Regions from separate parts of the Sus scrofa genome. Here region 1 is linked to region 2. A link is a contact called in public Hi-C data. All regions are on one chromosome and are shown on one strand. The core of a region is the stretch at or near the end of the contact, and the rest is flanking DNA. Distances in the headings are between cores, read along the strand shown. Region 1 overlaps LPCAT2 (lysophosphatidylcholine acyltransferase 2). Region 2 overlaps SLC6A2 (sodium-dependent noradrenaline transporter).

Region 1 (6,812 bases), core at 1,067-3,566, 82 kb after region 2:
ACAGAGGGAGGGAAGATGTAGAGGCCAGCACAGACCCAAGTGGCATTTTTAGGATAAAATGGACAGAAATCATAGGATAATGTGCTATATGTTATTTTCCTTCTCATATTTTATTTATTTATTTATTTACTTACTTACTTATTTATCTTTTTAGGGCCACAAATGAAAAAGGTGATCTCTAGGCGCCTTTCCCACCAGGCTTCTAAGTCTAGCTTTTCACTTAGTATCTAGTCATTCTTTAAGATGGAAAAATAAACTCAGCCACCAGAGGTCCCCATGCCACTTATATATCCAGAGCAACAGTCTTTGCAAATAAATATTTCTCAAAGTTCCCTGCAATCGGTTTGTAGTAAAATCTCTTAACAGTTGCTTAGGGTGAAACCCAAAGAAGGAAACAGTATGTTAAAGTCAATATTCACAGAATCGCTAACAAAATAATACAATCAATTAAAGTTTTACACTGTCATATAATTCTTCATTAAAAAAAGAACAAATGGAGTTCCCGTCGTGGCGCAGTGGTTAACGAATCCGACTAGGAACCATGAGGTTGCGGGTTCGGTCCCTGCCCTTGCTCAGTGGGTTAACGATCCGGCGTTGCCGTGAGCTGTGGTGTAGGTTGCAGACGTGGCTCGGATCCCGCGTTGCTGTGGCTCTGGTGTAGGCCGGTGGCTACAGCTCCGATTCAACCCCTAGCCTGGGAATCTCCATATGCCACGGGAGCGGCCCAAGAAATAGCAACAACAACAACAACAAAAAAAAAAAAAAAAGAAAAAGAACAAATGATCACTTAAAGTACACTTGATGCGTGAGTCATAAAAGTACATACTGAAAACCCTAAAAATAAATCGCCGTTACACTGTTAACCAAACACAATACAATGAACTATGCGGTTTGGTTCTTTGTAGTACAGGAAATATTTTCCATAAAAAGATTTTTAATAACTCTCATACTGGCATGGCCTTTTATTCTTGAGGAGAAAAATTCCACTGAGAGATTGAAATAATTAAAAGCCTGGATTTGACACTTATGGGTCTTGGAGGCCCCCATGCCTCCTGAGAAGCCATTCAGTGGAAATTCTAATAAAAAGTCACCCCTCCTTGGATAGGACCTTGCCCTCTGCAGCACATTTCTAGTTTGCACCAAGTCATTCAAGGCTCACCGCACAAACACATCTTGTATTTGGGAAGGAAGATCAGCCAGAGAAAGAGGAACACGATTGCCATTATCTATTACTGACCTCTAAATACCCCAGCGACCCCGGGCCAACGAGTTTTCCTTTCCATGTCTATCTCTTCTCATTATCCCCACGTGATGTCCCAAGGTGGCCCAAGGTGACCTTGCTGCCTCCAAATATAAAATACTTTCTGTGTGTGTTTTGCAGGTTTTCCTTTATTTTTCTAATCTGTGCAGGTGCGCCAAAATATGTGATCCTAATGCTGAGTCTACTCCTTTAATGTCGATGTGATGGGCAAGGAACAAATTCCCATCTTTTTTGGGGGGGGGGTGAAGGAGAAAAAAAAATAGCTTTTATTGCCTTAAAGACTGTGCCCCTCTTTGGGGAAGAATTGCAGAGAGTTTTATAGTTTAAAAGGAGAAAAACAGGGTTCCAAATAAGGATCAGGATTGGGGCAAACACTTCTTTGGGGGAATCTTAATCATTGAAGCTGGAATCAGGAGATCTTGCCATGATCCTGGTGGGGTCTTCTAGGTTATTGGCTGGAATAGTACCTGGTCTCTGGACTTACGGAGGTTCAGGTTCTCATGCCTCCGTGCAGAAGGAATTCGGTGAGAGACCAAGTGATAGGCAAGAAATAGAGTTATTAAGAGAGGATGCTTGTGGGAGTTCCCGTCGTGGCTCAGTGGTTAACGAATCCGACTAGGAACCATGAGGTTGCAGGTTCGATCCCTGGCCTTGCTCCGTGGGTTAAGGATCTGGTGGTGCTGTGGGCTGTGGTGCAGGTTGCAGATGCGGCTCGGATCCTTCGTTGCTGTGTCTCTGATGTAGGCCCTTTGGCTACAGCTCTGATTTGACCCCTAGCCTGGGAACCTCCATAAGCCATGGAAGCGGTCCAAGAAATGGCAAAAAGCCAAAAAAAAAAAAAAAAAAAAAAAAAAAAAGACGAAAGAGAGAGGATGCTTGTGAGAGATGCAAGTGGGCTCTGCTTTGAAAGCCATTTTTGTTTGTGAAGTTATTAAACTAAAGATATATTCTTTTCTTTGCCAGAAAATATCCAAACCAGTCTGAGAACTGGTTGGAGAATGCAGATATTGCAACTGAAAAGAGAGAAAGCAAGCCAAGACAGGGAAAGGAAATGTGGTAACAGTGGTCAGGGCAAAAACATGAGGCATTTGCATACCTCTGTTGTAACGCAGTTTGACCACGGACACGTGTGCTAGACAAAAAAATGTACAGTTCTACTGCATTTCTACATCTTTTGCCAGATCTTGTCTTAGCTGAAGAGGGAAATTTAGAGGAAGGAACAGCATATATGCATAAATAATATCTTCTGAATTTGCAGAGGAGATAGTACGGCTGTTTTCAGTGTGGATTTTCTTGTTCTTTTGTTTGTTTAGAGAAAGAAAACAGAGCTAGCTATATGAGCAGCTATTCAAGAAGGAAGAGCAGGAGTTCTCTTTGTGGCTCAGTGGTTAATGAACCCGACTAGGATCCATGAAGATGCACGTTCGATCCCTAACCTCGATTGGTGGGTCAGGGATCTGGCATGGCCATGAGTTGTGGTGTAGGTTGCAGATGCGGCTTGGATCTGGCGTTGCTGTGGCTGTGGCTGGCAGCTACAGCTCCAATTCGACCCCTAGCCTGGGAACTTCCATATGCCGCAGGTATGGCCTTAAAAGAAGAAAAAAAAGAAGGGAGAGCAGTGCTCAGTCAGAGTACTTAGAAATAATAAGATATTTCTTTCCAACAGAGTTCCCCAAAACATAGTCTATGGAACACTGGTTCTAGGAGGTATCTAGAGAAAAAGGGGTTCAGTGCTCAAACATTTCAAAGGCACAGAGAAGCCTTGAGAAAAGAAATCTGATCGTTTTGTTCACCCTGGTACTTCCTAAACTTATTAGGATACAGATTAGTCTTTTTTCTTTAGAAACACTTAAGTATGTTCCAAGATTTAGTGTTTTCAGGTCACACTGAGAGAGACTGAGCTGGTTTTAAAAGTAGGGAAGTAGGGCATATAATTAACAAACAGGAATTTTCAAGGCAGGCAGACAACCTGCAAGTTTTAAGAAAAAATTCACTGAAGTTAAACTTATTTTGAAATACAATTTCCCCTCCTACATCATTTGGTATTGCTGACAATGTCTAAATGGCTGAACAACCAAGCCATCGAATAAGTAAAACAGGATTCGTCAGTCCTGTCACTTGGAGCCCTGGCCCTGACTCAGGATTTGCATACATATGCAAACTTAAGATTTTCATGACCAAACCCATGGAAGCCATTGGAAAATCCAGGCAAGAGTCTGGAGAACCACTATTCTGACCCTCTCTCTTCAGAGGCTACCCGCGGGTCTATCACCGAAGCCAGCGAGGCTCTGAATGCAGGGGTCCATTATTCCATGTCATTCTTAGAACTAAGCAGAATACTCAGCCTTTGGAGTCTTACATCTGGGCAGAATTTTCAGAACATTTCTAAAGACTCCCCCGCTCCCTCCGCCTGCCACTGTAACTCAAACGGAAAATCTTGTTTCATGATCAACGCTAGGAGTTGCCTCCTGGGTTCTTAGGATATGGATTCCTCAGCTTTCCATGTTCGGACTCTTCCAAAGGTGAGGGTTTCTGACCCTGTGCCTCTTCCACAACCCAGGGCAGCCCCCCTCAGCTTTCACAGAACAGACTGCAAGAAGCTGGGGGCTCCACCAGCGGCGGGAGCTCTGTAAGTCAGGATGTGCTGGCACTTGGCAGCGTCAGCATTTAAAGGGAAAAAAAAGGATAAGAACAGGTGATGCAAATCTGGCCGGCCAGGGTGGTGACAGGTTGGAAAGTCTCGGAAGGGAGGTAATGCGTGTTTCCTAACACAATTCTAAGGGCTTGCTCGGACACACTGGGTTTAAATACACAATTTGCAAAGGAGTGGGGCTTATTTTCAAGGTGGCCGGCTTCGCTCCCAACTTTCCCACGTCTGGGCTCTCTAGACTGAAAGTTCACCATGAAAGGAAAGGTCAGCTCTTAGGTTCCCAGGCTATATTTTGAACTACTTACCTCAACTTCCACCTTTGTGAAAGGCTGGCACCAAGTCAGCACACAAAGCTGAATGCTGAAGAGAAAAAAGAGAAGGCTGGCTTTATGGGGTAAGACTAGTACCACTTAACATTACTCAACAATCCTTTCTTTACACACAAGCAACCCTGGGTCACATTTCGTATGTATTTTGCATTTATAAATGCCACCCAGCAGCTATAACGCTTCTTGGGCTTAGAGAACTATTCTAGACATTCAAAAGTTAAATTGCCGACCGCAATACCACGTATGTATGTGTGAGTCAGAGCTGCAGCTCGGCAGGCAAAACCCCAAATTTGAAGTCTCCTGGACAACTCAGCCTTTTGTCCCTAGAGAAAGTACTCACTTTTTTTTTTTTTTTTTTTTTTTTTTTTTTAGGGCTGCACCCTCGGCGTATGGAAGCTCCCAGCCCAGGGCTCAAATTGGAGCTACAGATGCCAGCGTATGCCACAGCCACAGCAACATGGGATCTGAGCCTCTTCTGCAACCTACACCACAGCTCACTGCAATGCAATGCAAGGCCAGGGATCAAACTGGCATCCTCATGGATACTAGTGGGTTTGCAACCCACTGAGCAGCAACAGGAACTCCACATCTTAAGGTACATCGATATGTTTATAGAAAAGCTCCCAAGTAGAACATTACATTACTAACTTCTTTTCTAATATTAAAAAAAAAAAAAAAATCAGAGTTCCTGCTGTGGTGCAGTGGGTTAGGAACTTGACTGCAGTGGCTTGGGTCATTGCAGAGGTGTGGGTTTGATCCCTGGCCTGGCACAGTGGGATAAAGGGTCTGGTGTTGCTTCAGGCATAGGTTGCAGCTGTGGCTTGGATTCAGTCCCTGGCCTGGGAACTTCCATGTGCTGTGGGTTTGGCCATAAAATTAAAAAATAAGTAAATAAATTTTTTAAAAATTAAAAAAAAATCAGAGGGCCTTTTCTTAAAAGCAGAAATTTTATGGAGTTCCATTGTGGCTCAGTGGGTTGTCACTGCTGGGGCTCTGATTACAACAATGGCTCAGGTTCGATCCCTGGCCTAGAAACCTAGATTAACTCAACCATTCTATTTACCCTGATCTCCCGTCCAGAAATGCCTCCTACTTGACCTTCATATCCACCTGGCCCGCTGCAAAACCAAAAAAAAGTCACAGTGAACCCCAAGTCACTACTCGAGGAGGGCTTAACTTGTAAAGGCCCCAAGGATGGCACACCTCAGGAAATATGATATGTTATAAATAAGTGCTTTTAGGCACTTTGTTTTTGGCTGTACCCAAGGCACGTGGAAGTTCCCAGGCCAGGGACTGAACCCACGTTGCAGTCGTGACCTGTGCCACAGCTGCAACGTTGTGATCCTTAACCCACTGTGACATATGGGAACTTCCACAGGCACTTTTTTTTTTTTAAGATGCTCTTATACTACTCATTTCTCCTAATTTTCCCGTGCATAAAAGCTGAAAACCAAGAGTTCCGAATCAAAAGTGTCAGGAAAAAATGTATTCTAGTCAAGGGAATGAACGGATTTCCTGGAGAGTTGATGATAACATAATGTCTCGCTATCCTTTACGATTCATGTTCCTCGTTTTTGGTGTTGTTTACTTAACTTTACCACCAAGGATTAGCATGACTGGAATACAAACATCTCACATGTGTCAGTGTTTATTAACACATATAATTGGTCCATCAGTTACCTATTCTAATTTAAATGTATTACTTCAAAGCAATTTATATACACAAATAAATGGAGGAAAAAAAAAAGTATGTTGCAGCAAAAAAAAAAAGTATCTTGGGAGTTCCCGTCGGGGCGCAGTGGTTAACAAATCCGACTAGGAACCATGAGGTTGCGGCTTCGGTCCCTGCCCTTGCTCAGTGGGTTAACAATCCGGCGTTGCCGTGAGCTGTGGTGTAGGTTGCATACGCGGCTCGGATCCCGCGTTGCCATGCCTGTGGCGTAGGCCTGTGGCGTAGGCCTGTGGCACAGGCCGGTGGCTACAGCTCCGATTAGACCCCTAGCCTGGGAACCTCCATATGCCATGGGAGCGGCCCAAGAAATAGCAAAAAAAAAAAAAAAGACCAAAAAAAAAGTATCTAAGCTTCAGAAGTTGTTTGTTTGAAGGCAAAGGATTTCATTTAAATATTTCCAAGTGGCTGTCACCTATCCGTCAGCAATGACATCTGAGCTCTGTGTGTAACAGCAGCAAAAGGCATTACCGCCTAAGCCCTGGGAAAGTCCTCAAATCCAAAATGTAAACAGGCTGTATTTTTTTTTTTTTTTTTTTTTTTGAAAATTTGGGGAAGGTTTATTGCTTTTTTTTTTTCCTCTTCTGCAGCCCAAAGCCAGCTGGCTTCCTCGAGGCCAGCATCGAGGGATGCCAGTACTCTACACAGGGGACAGCAGCCCAAATGAGGCACCTATGCAGTTTTTTTTTTGTTGTTTTTTTGGCTGTGCTCACAGCATATGGAAGTTGCTGGGCCAGGGATCGAATGCGTACCACAGCAGCACCCCATGCTGCTGCAGTGACAACTCTGGATCCTTAACCTGCTGCACTGCAAGGGAACTCCCAGGCTCTGGCTTACAGAGGG
Region 2 (6,780 bases), core at 4,241-6,740:
GGCAGCGTGGCTGTGATCCACACCACCTGGCAGGGGATGAGCTCACCGTGAGAGCCTGGCTCTGCTGCCCACAGGGTGGGGTCCGGGGGTTGGGGGAGCCAGACACACCCTCCCCACACCTTCCTTCACACAGCACACATGCTAGAAGCCCCACCTCTAGCCCAGGCCTGGGGCGCCCCAGGACAGGGTGAATGGGCAAAGGCCGCACCCGGGGAGAAAGTCAGCACAATGCGGGCGCCGCTGCCATGGAAGCCAAAGGCAGCCAGGATGAAGGCTGTGTTCTCACAGGGCCCAATCCCACCCACCCCCAAACTTCCTGTACTGACCCCCTCTTGCACCCCAAGTAGAACTAAGCACCGCATCTTTTTCTCTCTTTTTTGACCACCGCATGGCATAGGGATCAGATCCAGAATCAGATCCAAGCCACAGGTGTGATCTATGCCACAGGTTCGGCAATGCTGGATCCCCACTGTGCTCAGTCAGGATAGAAGCTGCGTCCCAGCGCACCAGAGATGCTGCCAATCCCATTGTGCCACAGCAGGAACTCCTAAGCACGCCCATCTTTATGCTCCCCTCTTTCCCTCCATTCAAGCGTGTCCTCCTAAGTTCACGGCCCAAGGAGGGTGAACAGAAAGCAGAGCCTCTGGCCGCTCTTTATTTGGGGACAAATTTAGGACAAAGACTATACTGCCTTGTCCAGAAGCCCAGAAGAGAAGATACTGTCCACAGACTGAAAAGAAACACCAGGCCACTTTGCCCAAAATGAAGAAACAGAGAAGAAGAGGGGGGAGGGGAAGGAAGTGGGGGCTTTCTTGCTGTTCCTTCTTACCCCAAACTACACAGGAGAATACTCTGGAGGAAGTTACAGATAAAAATGGCAAAGTTCAGATCCCATTCTTGGAGTTTCTAATTTAATTGATCTGGGGGTGGGGCCTGCACGCCATGTTTTAAAAGCTCCCCAGGTGCTATAAATATGCAGTCAGGTTAACAATCACTGCTCTATGGAGTTCCCATCATGGTTCAGCGGAAAAACCCAACTAGTATCCATGAGGATGCGGGTTCGATCCCTGGCCTCACTTAGTGGGTTAAGGATCCAGCATTGCTGTGGCTGTGGTGTAGATTGCAGAAGTGTCTTGGATCTAGTGTTGCTGTGGCTGTGGCATAGACTGGCAGTTGTAGCTCCAATTTGACCCCCAGCCAGGAAACATCCATATGCCACAGGTGCGGCCCTAAAAAGACAAAAAGAAAAGAAAAAAAAAAAAATCCTCTAGGCAGATGCAGCCAGGGGCAGCCTTGTAGAAAGAAGACTGTGCTCCCAGCAAAAAAAAAAAAAAAAAAAAAAAATCAGCTCAGGGCCAGGGTAGCCAGACCCAAGCAGAATTCAGCTGAGACACAAGAGGACACATGACAAAGACTAGAGGATCCCTCCTCCCAAAACCCTGGCACTGTGTAGCCCCTAGAACATTTCCACATCCCTAAGGAGAAGATAGAAGCCCCAAAACAGGACTTTGGTAGTCTAGAAAGACATAGGTTCAACACAAATATTGCCGTGTACAAAATAAAGTCATGTTTTCCATACCCACACTGAAGAACTGTGGCTTATCCTCTTTGTCACTAGACCAAGAGCTCTTTAGAAGAAAAATCAAACTTACATCCCAAGTACATGGCACACACGGAGACTTAAAATATTTTTGTTGGCTGGCTGGATGAATGATGGGACAGTTGCATAGATGAATGATTGGATGAGTGGATGGATGGATGGATAGAAGGATCCAACGACTGGGTGGTTGGATGTATAGTTGGGTAGATGGTTAGATGGATAGATGGATGGTTGGTTGAGTGGATGGACAGATAGATGGATGAGTGATAAATCAGAGGGTTTGTGGATTCTCTAAGTCAAAGAATGAATGAAAGAATGAGCAAGTGAAGGAATGAGCAAATGAGTTCAGGAGTAATTAAATGCATTCATAGTTGATCATGTCTTCTGAAGGAATCAGAAGATGAATCAGGCTCTTATTTTTTACATTGTCCCCTGTACTATGGGGAGCCTCTGTGGATATAGGCTCTAGGCTTCTGTTTTCTTTCAGGGGCACAGGAACAAGGAAGACAAATTGTCAAAAACAAATAAGGAAGAAAACATGCCTTAGAAAGTGAAGCCATTGTATCTGGGTGGCCTCATAATCCTGACCTTATTCTCCTAAATTGTGACAAACGGATCTAACTCCTTTGTGACAGGCACAAGGAGGAGCTCTCACATAGCCCTGAGTCAGGTCCTGACTGCTGTGTTGCCCTACAACACATGTCAACAGATGCAACCACACTCCACCTGTCAAAAACAGTATCTTCAGGTCTGACACCAAGGAATCTGCAGGCAGCCTTCATTAGCTGAGTCTGGGGCTCCAACATGAATTCTATTTCCCCAAGGAACACATTAGGGCATGACTCAGCTGGCCTTGACCTACAGTCAAGCATCAAGAAAGGGGAGCTTGTTTTGTCCATGCACATGTGTTCAAACCTGCAGCATCTGAGTCTCATCGAAGTTTCTCAGAACTGATGGCAGAAATGAACTCAGCTGCCTAAAGTCTTGCGTAAAAAGGGAGGTTCCTGGGTCCTTGGCCAACAGCTGGCTTAGGCTAACGTGGGCCCAGTGTCCACACAGGGCAGAGAGAAGGAACACTTGGGCTCTGTCAGCTCTTCCCCAGGCTTCTCTGCTATCAAAATTTCAACTTGCAGTGCATCCCTGGCCATGAGAAACCAGACTTCATCCATCTTTGAGCATCAAATGAAAAGAGCAATGAGCAGCCCATTGTTTTAGCATGTGTGTCCCCAATCCCCAAGGTAGGCTACTTTTTTCTAGCACCTCAAATGTAGCTTCTCATCCACATTGTGTTTCTATGGAAAAGGATCAGAGTGTGTGGGGTTTGAGGGTGTCAAATTCAAACCAATGGCTGATAATCACAATGAGGAAGATTGTGGCTCCCTGAAAGGAAGATCTTTCTCGTGAATAGAGCTCTCTAAAGACTGAATGAGCTTCCCATGGAGGTGGTGAGGGCCCAGTCACTGAAGGTATGCAAATCTTCCTAGGAATCCAGGCAGTAGGCAAAGGACTGGCCATGAACCAGCAGCATAAGCATCACCTAAGAGCTGGTGTTAGAAACGCAAAATCTTGAGTTCCTACTGTGGCTCAGCGGTAACAAACTCAACTAGTAACCATGAGGATGTGGGTTCGATCCCTGGCCTCACTCAGTAGGTTGAGGATCTGGTATTGCAGTGGCTGTGGCATAGGGGGGCAGCTCTTGTTCCAATTCAACTTCTAGCTTAGGAACTTCCATATACTGCAGGTGCAGCCCTAAAAAGCAAAACAAACAAACTAACAAACAACAACAACCAAAAAGCCCTGCCAATTCTCACTCCACCTCCATGGAATCAGGGTCCTGAAGAAGGACCCAGGAATCTGAGTTTTAGCAATCCCTCTATGTGATTCTTATGTGCATTAAAGGTTGAGAATCACTGCTCTAAAGTCGATCTAACACAGAGATAATGAATACTCAAAGTTTATCACTGCAAATCTGTTGTAATTTACCTTCTAATGATTTAGAATTTGCGATCTTCTGAACTGAGTTTTAGGAACATTTGCCCTGATAATGAAGACACACTAAGATTTATGGGGGTGAGAGATATGCACTGATGTTACTTAAGAAAAGACAGGCGTTCCCATCGTGGCGCCGTGGTTAACGAATCCGACTAGGAACCATGAGGTTGCGGGTTCAATCCCTGCCCTTGCTCAGTGGGTTAATGATCCAGCGTTGCTGTGAGCTGTGGTGTGGGTCGCAGAGGCAGCTTGGATCCCAAATTGCTGTGGCTCTGGTGTAGGCTGGTGGCTACAGCTCCAATTCGACCCCTAGCCTGGGAACCTCCATATGCCTCGGGAGCAGCCCAAGAAATGGCAAAAAGACAAAAAAAAGAAAAGAAAAGACAGAGCTCTAAATATTTCAGTGCCTTCATTGTTCGTTTGCAAATGATGCTGTTCTTTATACCTGGGCTCAGTCGACTCACTAACACAAGCCAGGACCAGCCTGGATGAGTGGGGAATATTTGGCTGGAATTATAACTCAAAAGTAACACTCTGACCTTTCTAGATAAAGATTCTTGAACTCAAGTTTTCTTTAAATTGCCCCGATTTTCTCTCTCCCCATCCCCACCACCTTTGCCATATTTTAAGAAGTGTTCTTATCTTGTTTCATCTTCCAAACAGCCCACAGCCTGGCAGGGAACTGGACAGAGCGGTGCTGACCCTGGCCAGTGCTGTCATCTTGATTTCTCTCTAGGCACAGGGGAGTCCGAGGTTTCTGAGAGTTTAGCCCACTATGTAGACAGAGCAGATGGGAGCCTGGGCCTAACCCTCCTCCCAGCCCCACCAGAAGTCAGGGGAGTTTGAAAATCACCAGGGTGGGGGCAAAGCCCAGAAGCGGTGCTGATGCAAGGGGAGGTGACAGACTATGATCCCTGATTGAGCAATTTTCATTTCAGACAGAATTAGCCCTGCACTGCCCCATCCCCCCAACTGCCCTGGAGGCTGGTGGGGTCATTAACTGACCTCACTTTCAGGTGAGGACACTGAAGCTTAGGGACCGTCATTCACCCTGAGGTCACCCAGCGGGGAATGAGTTCCCTAGACCTCATTCTGTGTTCTGACCACAAAGCAACATGGGTTTTCTTTGTTTTTGTTTTTGGGTTTTTTTGTTTGTTTGTTTGTTTGTCTTTTTAGGGCGGCACCCTCTGCATATGGAAGTTCCCAGGCTACGGGTCAAATTGGAGCTACAGCCGCCTGCCTACGCTACAGGCATAGAAACGCCAGATCCCAGCCACATCTGCAACCTGCACCACAGCTCACAGCAGTGCCAGATCCTTAACCCACTGAGAGGGGCCAGGGATCAAACCAAGTCCTCATGGACACTAGCCTGGTTCGTTACCACTGAGCCATGATGGGAACTCTCCAAAGCCCCACGTTCTTAGTCACTCACGCTACTGTGTATTTGAGACCCAGGTTCAAGTCCTTGCCATGCCAAACTGCTGTGAAACCCTGTCCCTCTCTTGGCCTCAGCTTCCTCATTTGTACAGGCAGTTGGACTAGATGGCCTGGAGTACCTTCCAGTAAAACATCTAGGCACTGCGTTGTGGGCTATAGAGGCTGAGTGCCAGTTCAGCCAAGAGCTCCTGTGATGGGGGAAGCAGGCGGGACTCCAGGGCCGCAAGCACACTCGCCCAGCTCCCCAGGAGGCTGACTGCCATCTGACGCAGAGCTCTGCCCTCTACCCTGACATGGTCATCGGGCCAAGGTCTCAGAGCACGTGGTCTTTGGTAACTCCTTTCCTTGATTCGGACTGTACCCCACCCCCCACCATCCTGGCTGCCAGCTGAGGAGTCAGGAGTCTTCCCAGGCACAGAGCCTTCACTGGCTCAGACAGGAAGTGTGAACATTTGCAACTCATTTCAGGGAGGATCTGTGGCTGTGGAAGCCTGTTAAGAAAAGCTTAGGGCCCTGTTCCAGATGTAGTCTGGGAAGACATAAGCAATGTTCTTGGTTTTTTTATGAGCCAGTATATAAAGACAATTAGAGGCAGGGCACAGCAATGTCCTGAGTGAAGCTCCCTATTCTAGAAAGACCCGCTCCATGGACTGCAGGGTCCTTGCCTGCTCAGCAGCCAAAACCCTGGAGGACTTGGGCAAAATGTGGGCTGGCACCTGGATTGACTTCTTTCCATCTGCAGGGCTTCCCAGGGTTAACACTCCGCCCGCCCCCATCACACTCCTCAGGGGAGGGGTGTGTTCTTCTCCGAAGATTCCTTTGCTCAAAGGAACAGAGCATGCTCAGCTTTGCGCTTCTCTTTAACCTCAGTCCCCTCACAGATGACTCACACGCTGCTCCAGCCAAGTGCTAAGCGAGGTGGAGCAGGCTGTTCCCCTTTGGCAATGGCTATCTATCGGAAACTTAATCCTGGGGTGCAATATTAGAAGCCCTGTGGCCCCTTCTCCAGGCCAGCAGGGGGAGTAAAGCTCCTATGCCTTCTGCAGCTCTGCTGCCTGCAGAGGCCAGGAGATCTCTACTCCTGATACCCAGGAGAAATGCAGAGAGGCTGGGCAGGGCTAGCCTAAGGCTTCTACTCCTCTGTGGCTTTGCTTGCAGCTCCTTCCACTGGAAATCCATTCCCTCTGCCCCATCTCTACCCATCCCTGTCCTTAGCGACCCGGCCCAAATGCCACCTTCACCATGGTCTTTGCAGACTCTCTCCATGTGAAGAGCTTCCTTCTTCAATGCAGCATCTTATGCTTTTTTGGACCATGATAACTCATGGTAAGAAAAACCTTATATGTCGAGACACATGGATTGTTATAACTGAAACATAAATTCCATAAGACAGCTCTTACTTTACTGTGGGCAATGCACTCTGTTATTATCTATTCTATTTCATTTAGAAAAATTATGGTAACCCACTAAATTGATTTAATGACATTTGAAAAACCCATAGTTTGTATCTCAATGAAAGTAAGACCTGACTACCTGATGCAAAATTATCTTCAAGGTAAAGTTAAGTTTAAAAAAAAAGCAAGGGAGTTCCCATTGGGGCTCAGTGATAACGAACCCGACTAGTATTCATGAGAACGCGGGTTTGATCCCTGGCCTCGCTCAGTAGGTTAAGGATGTGTTGCCGTGAGCTGTGGTGTAGGTCTCAGACAAGGCTCGGGTCCTGCATTTCTGTGGTTGTGGTGTAGGCTGGA

Evidence for each region. A called contact is a pair of places that touch in the nucleus more often than the background predicts.
Region 1: a Hi-C map of embryonic fibroblasts shows a contact between it and region 2, with 4 times the contacts expected there. The contact joins two enhancer-like sites. A contact is called at or near these places in 2 of 47 Hi-C or Micro-C datasets (embryonic fibroblasts and mesenchymal stem cells).

What each region holds. Positions count from the first base shown.
Region 1 is chr6:30,034,590-30,041,401 of Sscrofa11.1, forward strand. It overlaps LPCAT2 (lysophosphatidylcholine acyltransferase 2), which reads right to left. Exons shown (of 12, transcript XM_005653254.3): 6 at 4,217-4,271. Among named protein-coding and RNA genes, the nearest start is that of LPCAT2, 19 kb to the right of the region's middle. Within about 2 kb of position 2,317, at least 3 of the 83 cell types and tissues checked have an H3K27ac peak or open chromatin away from gene starts, as enhancers often do. A contact at or near this core is called in embryonic fibroblasts, where this site is marked.
Region 2 is chr6:29,949,556-29,956,335 of Sscrofa11.1, forward strand. It overlaps SLC6A2 (sodium-dependent noradrenaline transporter), which reads right to left. Exons shown (of 15, transcript XM_013994585.2): 6 at 1-26. The region is part of intron 1 of LOC106509429 (a long non-coding RNA gene); the gene reads left to right. Among named protein-coding and RNA genes, the nearest start is that of SLC6A2, 29 kb to the right of the region's middle. Within about 2 kb of position 5,491, at least 20 of the 83 cell types and tissues checked have an H3K27ac peak or open chromatin away from gene starts, as enhancers often do. A contact at or near this core is called in embryonic fibroblasts, where this site is marked.